2 separate regions of the Anser cygnoides genome follow, and region 2 is linked to region 1. A link is a contact called in public Hi-C data. All regions are on one chromosome and are shown on one strand. Each heading gives the region's core, a stretch centred on a gene start, on an enhancer-like site or on the middle of the called end of the contact. The rest is flanking DNA. Distances are from core to core; before and after follow the strand shown. Region 1 has its middle 11 kb from the start of SLC39A8. Region 2 holds the start of UBE2D3 (ubiquitin conjugating enzyme E2 D3).

Region 1 (5,380 bases), core at 1,939-4,438:
GTCCTACGTTTTAACTTTTTCATGCTTTTAGCATCTCCAACATACTTACTGCAGTAAGAAATATAATAATACAGAGACTCAACCTCTCAGATAGTATTTTAGAAATCTAAAATGATGTTATACAGACCAGTAACATCAGAAGCTCCCAAACAGAAGTGTTTAAGAGGGCAAGACCAGACAAATTATTCCTACAGCGCCCATTATAGATGTCAGCTCTGGGCTGGTAAGCTCAGTAGAATAAGGTAGTACATGGTGTTAAAATGTACAGAGAGCATTATTATGAACAGATTAATTTCCTTATATATCTTCTAGCACTTATATGTTGTAAACTTTTAGAGACTTTGATCAATATTGTTAAAGTACCTCGCAATATATCATTAAAGACCCAAGAAAACATGAGTTTTGCATTGTAAAATTACCAATTTTACGACATTTTAAGAATTTCCGAGGCCTAAACCCTTACGCTGCCATACAATGCCAAACGTGCAATGCCTCAAACTGTAGGAGATATTTTTTTTTGGCATTTAGCATCATAGTTTTTCTTCACTGAGATGTTTAAAAGATTTTGTTGTGATGAAAAAATGCTATAATTCAATACCAGTTAATAAATGTACAACACAAGTTCAAAACGGATTCACTTATACCTAAGTGATCAAAAACAAACAAAACGCAGATCATTTAGTGATCAGTATACATACCTTTGTTTATAGAGAAGAGATTCTGTCACAATGTCAGCTACATAAATATTGTGACTATGTACTTATACTTGCATCTCAATATCTTCTCAGGCATACTATTTGCCTTGCTGTTTATAACGTAAAACTTCCCCTCTCTGTCCTTGACTCAGTAGTAACATGAGAGTGTTTGAAATGCAAACAAAACCTCCTTGTCCTGAGAGTACAAGGGGCGGAGGAAGATGCAACTAGACAAATAAGTTGTTCTTAGTGCCTTATGCCACCCCCCTTTGATAAAAGCCAAAGGAGAGGACACTAAGGAGGTCATCCAAGGACAGCCATTCCTGGGTCCCTTGTCTCCAGCTCTTTGTCCATACTTTGTTATGGAGCTTTCTGGTGAGCGGACTGAAAGCTGAAAGTTACTCTGTTGTTTATATTAAGAAAAAGAAATTAGACTTCTGAGACACTTTGATAGCACTTACAAGCATAGGAAAGAGGTGTTAGCCTTATGACAGAAGAATGCAATGACTAACACCTGCCCTAACACTATTCAAGTGCAATGGTTACTAATGTTGCCAGGCAAAGGTTCTTATATTCAATTGCACATTTCACACAATTTCCCTTTTAGCCTTTTTAAGGAAGTGATAGGACTTGCTTGACTCTTGATTATGAAATATCTGGCAAGGAAATGGTTCCCGTACACAAATCAGAAGCACACAGGATTTGGCCATAATGTTAAAATAGAGAGAAGAATCTTCATCTCCTGCCACCAGACTCAAGGAATAGAATAACTTAATATTAAATGTGAAGTTATTTCCATACACATGAAAACAACTGCCAATACTCAAAAAAGACTGTTAAACAACCGAAATGATTCCAAATGATTTATCCAAAATAAATTTCCATCAGGAAACTACCATGAACATTTATGTTAGTTCTTAGAAATGATCAGTTGCTCTGGTTTTAAAATCATTTTGCATTCCTGAATTGAAACTTCAGATTTTATATTATTTTAATTTGATATCACTAACGACATTTGTATGAATCCCTTTCAAACTGCTGCCAGGAAAGATTCCTCGTTATTCCTTCTTTAGAGAACAGCATCATTCAGAAGCAGATCAGCTTTGCTGGTTGTCAGACCAACAAAGTTAAACAATGGAAGCAAAAAAGCCGAATAGACATCAAAAGAAGTTGGAGGAAGGGAACTTTGCAAGAAAACTTCATCACTCCTGATCTGCACTGCAAAGCCATGGACTCCAGCACTGCTTTTCTGGATTCTGGCAAATTTTTAGAGCAGTATCTGAACCTGGATCATACTTTTAAAAAAAAAAAAAAGCTATTTACTGGTTTTAGTTGTTTTTAACATAAATGGATGGCATTACATTAGTGGCTCATGTGGCTGCCTTGGTTGAAGAGGAATTCTAGACCTATGAAGTACCAAGTTTTAAAGATACATGAAATGTAACACTCACAAGACCTAATTTACTTTTTTATACCAACTGAGGAAAAGAAGACAGTAATGTAAAAAGGCACAGCTCTCACAGGGATGCCAATTATTCTGTTAAAAAGTGGGGAAGAGTATTTATATTTTAAATCACAAAATAATACATACAGCAACAAGGTGGCTGGAGATGAACGTAAACTCCTCACAGTCTACACTAGTACATGACTATGCCTGGGAATGGCTACATTATAACCAGGTTCCCCAAATCCTATCAATGTGTGTTTAGCTTTTAACAAGCTATAGCCCTGTGTTTGCTTACAGTAATCAATATTCTTCTCACACTATTTTCCTAGCTGTTTATAACCCTGAACAGAGTAAGTTTTTGCCTCACTAAAACCAAAGAAAAACTCTTCCTGTCTTCAGAAGTGACAGGATTTCTAGCTCATCTTATAAGGACAAGATGAGGAAGAGGTGCTTTCTCTCTCTCTCTCTTTAATTTATAAAGAGAAATAAAATTGTTTAGAAAACAAAGGGCCAGAGTTGCAGTATAAGGGCTGAAATCAGTTTCATCATTTCTAAGAGATGCACAGATAGAGGACTGGCACAGATATGGACACTGCAGTCATTGGCAGTCTTCTAAAAAGAAGAAAAAGGGACAGAGAGGAAAGTCAGGGGCATACATCAATGAAAGATCCAATAAACAAATGTGTTTCTGAGCAGGAAACTAGAATTGCCCTGAGAAAATCGATGTGATGTTACCTTAAATAGCATTGTCACTTTTTCCTCAGCAAATGGTATGAAATCCAACATTTCATGCAGTGATGGCTCATGACTCTATTGCATTTTTCCTTTAATCTATAAGTCATTTGTTTGCTTTGTTAGGGCATTGCCTTTTAGTCCAGTTACAACAAACCCACGGTGTCATCAGGGACTACATGGCACAGCTCCTGTCAAGAGGAGGAGATTCACAGCTGTCCTCTTGGCCTGCCCCCATCCTTGAATCCCAGTGCCCTACTGATCAACAGCACGGGTTGTGCCCATGCAGTTTGTTCTGCTCTGACAGGTGCTGGCGTTTGGCAGCATTCCCAGCAAACAGGCAGTTGCAGAGAGATGAAGACTTGGCTGAAAGTCAGAAAGCCAGCTCATGCAAAGCATGGAAGGATCTGGAGGATGCAAAGGTGTTAAACCCCTTTTGTGTTTTCACAGTCCTGAAACTGCCACAGGCTGCTCTAAACTATGCTGGCTGCCAGTAGTTGCAGGCACTTTTACAGAAGCTAGAACATAAATAAGAAAAAAAAATCATTTGAAATTAAGCACAGCCAAATATTTACCAGAAATTTACCAGAAAACCTAGAAGGATATCCCTTCATCATCTTCCAGCTTACAACAGACCACATTATTCAAGCTACCCAAATCATGCTGTGTGGATTACTTGCAACTCCAAGTCTGGCTTAAGGCAACAGACCTATAGTCTTTCCCCTAAATGATGTCCAGCCCCTCCAGCCTCCAATATCTGACCCTTCATGTTCTTCTGGAATTGCAAGTGCTGTTTGGTTTCCATTGTTTAACAGCTGTGACCCTACAGCCGTCAGTGCTGCATCACCAGGTAGGACTCCTTTGAAGCTGCTATCAAAGCTAAAGACAATCCACTTGCAAAACTGAGTTTTATTACAGTTCATTGCACTTAAACGTTGAGGATTCCATGCGTAAGCAGCACGCAAAGCAGAAGGACAAATTATTCTTCCTTCTCCCTCCCCCTCTCTGTTCACACATTTTCAGAACGCTAGCATGAGAGCAGTCCTCAGTGAGTTTGGGATAAACTTAAGCAAGAAAAGGTAGTACCCATTTAAATCCTTTTGTATGTCAGCTTATTAACTCATTTTCTTGATTACATATATGTAGAAATGCTCAGAGTGTGGTTGCCATAGTCAGGGAGAAAGACTAAGAACTTACTTCATGCATCCTCAGCCAACTTTATCTATTTTTAACACACCAATTGATGCTATCCCTGATTATTCAGCTTACACTGAGAAAGAGTTATATTATCAGGAGATTATATGTATATGTATACATTATCAGGAGACCTGTGCATGTAGCCTACCAAACCATAGAGATGATGCTTCTCAAAAGTCACCCTAAAAATCCCAGTGCTGTCATCCTACTCTGAATCAGAGCTTTGCCTGTTTGGGCAGAGCTTAAGTGTAGAAAATTGGCATTATAAGGAACTGGCACATTGCTGCCAGCAACAGCACTGCATGCTTCTTAGGTCAGAGCCACATTAGATCATTGGCAGCTACTTGAAAATTTCAAGATTCAAAGCAGAAAGACTTGTCTAATACAAAGAGATCTAAGATCAATGTGGATGCTTTTATTCCAAAATTGTACATGCAATTTGCACAAACATGGAACTACGCAAGGTTTATGACAGTAGAAATGGAACTTGTTGACTACAACAACCTGAGACTCCATATGGTATACTAAAGTTACTTCAGAGACATAAAACTGTATATGGGGCAGAACTGTAACAGAAATCGGGGTAAAGATAGACAGATTGCTATCATATTATTTATTTATTTTTACTAGTATAGACGTCAAATGTTAGGTTTCTTTTTTAATTTAAACATACACAAAAACAGTTATTCCACCTTTGCTGGGGCAAGAGCTAATGTATCTCATTGACACTGTGGTTAGGCATGGCACAGTTTCTAATCCACAGAAAGCTATCCCTGGTTAGCCAGTAACCATGCTATAAAAGTTAGAATCCAGCATATGAGTGCCTCTGAAGGGGAGCACTGATTTATTTTTACAACTGATTTTAAGAAGTTAATCCCAACCCAGGCTCTAAAAAGCACAAGTACAGCACACACATTCACATCAGTGTGTTAGAGAGAAAATCTGTACTTCCAAAACACTTCAGATACTGGCATGTAGGATAAAGGCGGCCTCTGCATTATCATTTTATCCTCTGTTAGGCACAGTTAACTATGCACACGAACACTAGCAAGGCACGGGACAACTACATTTGCTAAGGAACCGAGGATGTAAAGAAAGAATTCAGCTATGAATTCAGACCCAAGTTTCTGCCACACCAGCAATATGTCTTTCAGTTATTTACTGGGAACACCCAGTACGTCAGCCTTTCAACAAGTACTTATTAAGGAGCCATTAATTACCATGTATCCAAGTGCTAGAGTATTTCAGTTCTCTCAGCTCTGGTAAAAGTATTGTTGTTCTTGATAAACCAGAACTGTAACTAACCCTC
Region 2 (5,316 bases), core at 230-2,729, 170 kb after region 1:
ACCCGCTCGCAGGGGGGGGGAACGAGTCCCGATGGCGGGTTCGAAAGGGATCGTTTTGCGATTCCTGCCCGAGCGCGGCTGCCATCTGAGGACGATCCACTCGGCCACACGACCCCGCAACACGTTTTGCGTTTCCCGAGCTAACAGGGAGCCATCCACCGACGCACGCCTGGCGAAGCGGCTCGCTCCGACCGAAATGGCCCCGGAAGCACGGCCGGGGAGGGAGACGGAGCCCCCGGCGGGGCTGCGGCAGGCAGCAGGCCCCCGGGGCGCCCCGAGGTGCCGGGACACGCCGACTTTCTGCCATCTTGCCGAGGGCACCGGGGGGGGGCCGGGCTGCGGGGGCCGCGATCGCTCCCGGGAGGCAGCGCTGAGGCAGCCGGCGTGCCGAGGGGCCCTTCCCGTCAGCGGGCAGCGCTTTAAACTTCCCTCACCTCCGCCTTTTTTTTTTTTATTTTCTTTTTTTTTTGTTTTTTTTTTTTTTTTCCTTCCCGAGCGCGCTGCGAAAGCCGCTCCGCCCGGCCGCGATTGTGCAACGGCGCAGAGCCGGGGCCCGGCGCTTCCGCGGGGAGAGCCGGGGCGAGGCCGGCGGGGGGCGGGGGGGGGGTGAGAGGGGCTCGGAGGGAGCCGCAGCGGAGCCTCCCCGGGCTGCGGGAGCCCGGCAAGGGCCCGGCCCGGCGGGGCCCCGCCGCCATCTTACGATGCGGGGAACAAGTTCCGCGCCGCGGGGGGGGGGAAGGGAGCCGGGCAGGGAGCGGGGCGCAGCCCCCCGGCCCCGGGGAGCCCCGGGCCGGGCTGACACCGGGGCGGCCCCGCCGCTGCTGCCTCGCCTCGGAGCCGGCCGGGCCGGGCCGAGCCGGGCCGGGATCCCCACAGCTCCGGGCCGAGCCGGGCTGGGTTCACACACCCCCCCCCCCCCCCGAACCCCGGTCCCAGCCGTGCTGGGTGCCCGCCCCCCCCCCAGCCCCGGTCGCCGAGGGGAAGCCGGTGTGGCGCAGCCGCCACCCCCCCCCCCCAAAAAAAAAAAAAGGTTAATAATAATAATTAATAATTAATTAAAAGGGGAGGGTGGGGAGGGGGCACGGCCCGGGGAACGGCCTCCTCACCTTGTTGATGCGTTTCAGCGCCATTGTGTCCGAGTGCCGCCGCCGCCGGGCCCGTCCGTGCGCCGCGGTGAGTCCGGAGCGAGGAGGAGGAGGAGGAGGAGGAGGAGGAGGAAGGCGGGGAGGGGGAGGGGGCAGCCGCGCCGCTCCTTCCTCCGGAAGCGGCCGAGGGGGGCGCCCGAGATGGAGCGCCCGGAGCCGGGGCTGCCTGCGGGCAGCGGGGCCGTGCGCCGGGAGGAGGCCGGGGACGGGGAGGAGGAGGACGAGGAGGGAGCCGCGAGGCCCGCCCGACACCGAGCGCAGAGCCCGGCCGCGCACCGCCGCCGCTGAGCCAGGCCCGGCCGCCAGGAGGGGAGGGGAGAGGAGGGGAGGGGACGGGGCGGGAGGGGACGGGGCGGGGCCTGCCCCGCTGGCTCCGCCCCGCGGGCGGGGCGACGCGCGGCGCACGGCGGGAGGCGGGGAGGGGCGGGGCCGCCGAGGCGCTCGCCCCCCGCCCCCGCCCGCGGGGGTGGTCTCGCGAGAGTTCGCCCCGCACCCCGGCGCGGCTGATGACGGCGGGGCCCCGCCCGGCCGCCGCCCTGCCCCGGCGTGGCTGCGCGCACACAAAATGGCGGCCGCCGGGCCTGCGGGGCTGCTGTGGGGCGGCCGCGCGGTATCCCTCCGCCTGGACGCGGCTGCCGTCTCCTTCCGCGGAGCGTGTTCGAGCGCTGCTCCTGGGGAGGGGGCGACCGGGGGGATAGGGCCCCGAAGCAAAGGGGGGCTGCTGGGGAGAGCGGCAGCGTCACACTCGGCTAATCTGCGTTCTTCCTACGTTAGGAAAATTTGGAATTACTTCTTTTGTAAAATCTACGTTTTCTGCTTATCGCTTAATTGTATTAAACACTATAGGCAGGAAATGTAGCCCCAACTATTGCGTTAATGTTCTTGTTGCCCTAATCAAGAATATTGTTGAAAAACACCTTACTGTTCCTTGCCCCAGTTTGGGTTAGGGATATTATTACACTGCTCCAAATCTTCAGTATATCTTCCTTTCTGTCAGACATTTCCTCTCTCTCTTAAATTGCTTACAAACTTCCTGAACTTCTTTACTGTCATCTCAGGAAACTGGGGTATCTAGTAATATTTCAGTTCTACATGTTTTAATTATTATTTGAGATTAATGACCTCCATATTTAGACTCTAGATCTACCTTATGATTATCATTTTGCAGCACAATTTAAGGAATAAAGAACTGCACAAACATGCTGTTGAGAGTGTGTAGTTTTCCCTGCTAATTTAAGACAACGGGTATTGTTAATTTGGTAAATCGGGTTTTGTTTATGTGCATTTCAGCAGTTACATTTTAAAATCAGTATCTCTGTTAGTATAGTTCTTGGTTATAGCCATTTCTCAGAAATTGGTTTGCATAGATCACTTTAGTATACTTTTTTAGAGAAACACTTTGTGGTGCTTAATGGTCATTTTTTCAAACAAATACATCAGTTTAAATACCATTAAATACAATTGGGGAAATGAATTAAACAATTCGTTTAGGTATGAAAAACAAGTGTAGTTACAGTGCTGGGACAATTTCTGCAAGTCACAGCACACAGCCCTGTCTGGAGAATGTTACACTTTTCACCCCCATCTCCTTTTCCTCAGACTGCAGGGTGAAAATCATGTGTTTTCCCCTCAGCTTTTGGATATTAATAAACTCAAATAAATATTTTACTTCAATAGGAATACCCATGCAAGAGAGGCCTTGTAACCTTAATACATCGATGTGCCACGCACACAAGTTTCTCACCTTTACCATACGCAGTAGGTGTGCTGCATGCTACTTGCACGGATACCTCATATTAGTAATGTAAAATGCAAGAGGCACAGATGATGGTTGCTGAATACGGGCGTTGCAGCTTACTGTGGAACTACCCGGTCCATTGGGGTTTGTTTCATTTTAATTTGATTTTTGAAGCTAATCCTCAGAAGTGGCTGAACGGAGGTATTACCATGTCCAATCCTTATATGCCAGTGGAGCTGGGTTAGGTTTTCAGAGGTTTATTATGCAAAATAGCTCAGTAGATGTGGCATGGTAATGACTGGTTTGCAAAAATACCGGGAATAGGCTACTTGACTCGAATTCTCTCCCTAAATTGTATTTGTTTGTTTTTTAAGTACAGCATTACAGGGCCCTGTGCAGCCAAATGGTCAGTAACCTCTGAAGGCTGATTTTGCCAGTCCCTCTCAGCCGTTTCACGATGTTCCAGCAGTGCAAGCACGAACAGAGATCGCCTTGATATATTGTTATAGCACTTCTCTCAGCATAGAGGGGACTCGAGGGAAAAGCAGCCCAGCCTTAGTTAAGTGTAGCTGGCTTGCACATCAGTGTTAAATTTTCACTTCTGCTTGCTTTAGACCAGCCATTTTTACACTTATCCCATTCTACCTGTCTCCAAAACAGGTGGATCAACCGAGCACCCAAGGCTCCAAGCAGCACTGCATATGCAACACTTCATGTATCTGAGAGGAAAGAGGAAAATGTCTTCCTTTTCAGGAAAACAAAAAATTACTTTGAAAAAAGAAAGACACTCTTCTCATTAGTGCATCCAGTAGATCATTATTAGTTTCTGTTTGGAAGAGACAAAACACAACAGCTTCTGCTGCTGGAAAACAAAGCACTAAGAAGATGAAAAACAACAACAGCTTCTCCCTGTTTGCACGTATTACCAGGCCTCAATTTTCTCTTCAGCATCCTGTCCAACTTGTTTTTCCTTTAATTATCATAAATCGAGGTTGCAAGTCAAATCCCTCGTCAGTCTGAACAAATCTCACCTTATTGGGGACCCATTTGATTCAGTGGAGACCATGAGGAATAAGATCACAGGGGAACGCTGATAAAATAAGATTGTTCGATCGACTATTTTTATTGCAACAAATCAAAAAAAAAAAAAAAGACTGAGCTTGCCAACCCGAGTGCCATTACATGACAGTGGAAGAAAAACAGGTTTGGGGATGTCACTGGCTTCCATCTGATCCGTGTTTTAAATACCAAAGGCCAGCAGCCCTTCCCGTATAGCTGGGGGCTTCTCCCCTTCAAGAAGGATGACAAGGTCACAGCTCCAGCCTTCGAAACACGTGCTCAGCTCCTGGCTGCTACCTCCAGGGCCATTACTTCATTTTCTGTTGGGAAGACGTAGTAAAACCCTTTCGCATCTGGAGTCCAGCCCAAGGTCAATGTGTGAGGCAGCAGTTACCTTTCTAAGGAATATAAGATCAAAGATCCAGCTTGGCATCTCTTCATCTTCCATTGTTTCTTCAACAGCTTCTCTGACATCCTCACTGAAACAATTTCCAAGCTATCCCACATGTTCCCTTTGTACAGCAGGGCTTTCTGTCTCACTGCTAGGTCATGGGGCAAAGCACAATAATCTATTTTAAGGTTTTGCTGCTATATGCAGGGAGTTGTCAGATCTAACATTTAGGTCCACATGCAAGTCTCGGTGAAAAGCTTGAGCGTTTTATTGAATAATAGCATGCTGAGGTTTCAGAGCTCGCACAACACCGTGTGGGATTCACAAGAATTTAAAATACTTCAGTAACTTACACCAATATCAACAGACCAACAATCTCCACAAAATCTTTTGGCCTTCAGGATTTTGGTTAGCGCTTCATAGTTCAGTACTTTTTTAGTCTTGTAGTGACAACATATTTTTTTTCAGTTGAAGATTTTTCTCTTCTCCTGAAATCCTTAGGAAAAGCAAGAGCTATTTTACAAGAAGAAAGTTTTGACAACATAAAGTTCATTATGTTATTTTCACAGACCTAAACAACTGAATGTCTGAAAACTGCTACAGGATATTTATTAGTATTCACAGAATTTTCTTCTTTTTTTTTTTCCCAGAAAAACTACCATTTGATCTAAATGAAAGAGATATTCCTTTCAAGTCAGCAGCAGTTTGTGTCAAAAGGAATGTTTATTTTCTGTGCTGATTCAGCTTATGGATATTGAAGCATGAAACCTCATAGGTGGGCATATGCACGGTGCAATTACGATGCCCATTTGGAAAAAAAGTTATGTTGCCATGTAGTTACTAACTACGTTAGGTTTCTCCTTTTGTATGAATTCTTTACATTGATGAGCAAGCACAAATTATACATATACATAATATATATATGGCAAAATAGCATCCTAAAGTAGCAGTGTGAGGGGCTGAGAGGGTAGGCACAGTTGCTG

Evidence for each region. A called contact is a pair of places that touch in the nucleus more often than the background predicts.
Region 2: a contact with region 1 is called in a Hi-C map of liver, with 3 times the contacts expected there. The contact joins the promoter of UBE2D3 here to the enhancer-like site in region 1. A contact is called at or near these places in 2 of 7 Hi-C or Micro-C datasets (both in liver).

Annotation. Positions count from the first base shown.
Region 1 is chr4:74,086,388-74,091,767 of Taihu_goose_T2T_genome, forward strand. No RefSeq gene overlaps it. Among named protein-coding and RNA genes, the nearest start is that of SLC39A8, 11 kb to the left of the region's middle. Within about 2 kb of position 3,189, at least 3 of the 3 cell types and tissues checked have open chromatin away from gene starts, as enhancers often do. A contact at or near this core is called in liver, where this site is marked.
Region 2 is chr4:74,260,064-74,265,379 of Taihu_goose_T2T_genome, forward strand. It overlaps UBE2D3 (ubiquitin conjugating enzyme E2 D3), which reads right to left and starts at 1,480. Exons shown (of 8, transcript XM_066996866.1): 1 at 1,107-1,480. The coding sequence starts at 1,130.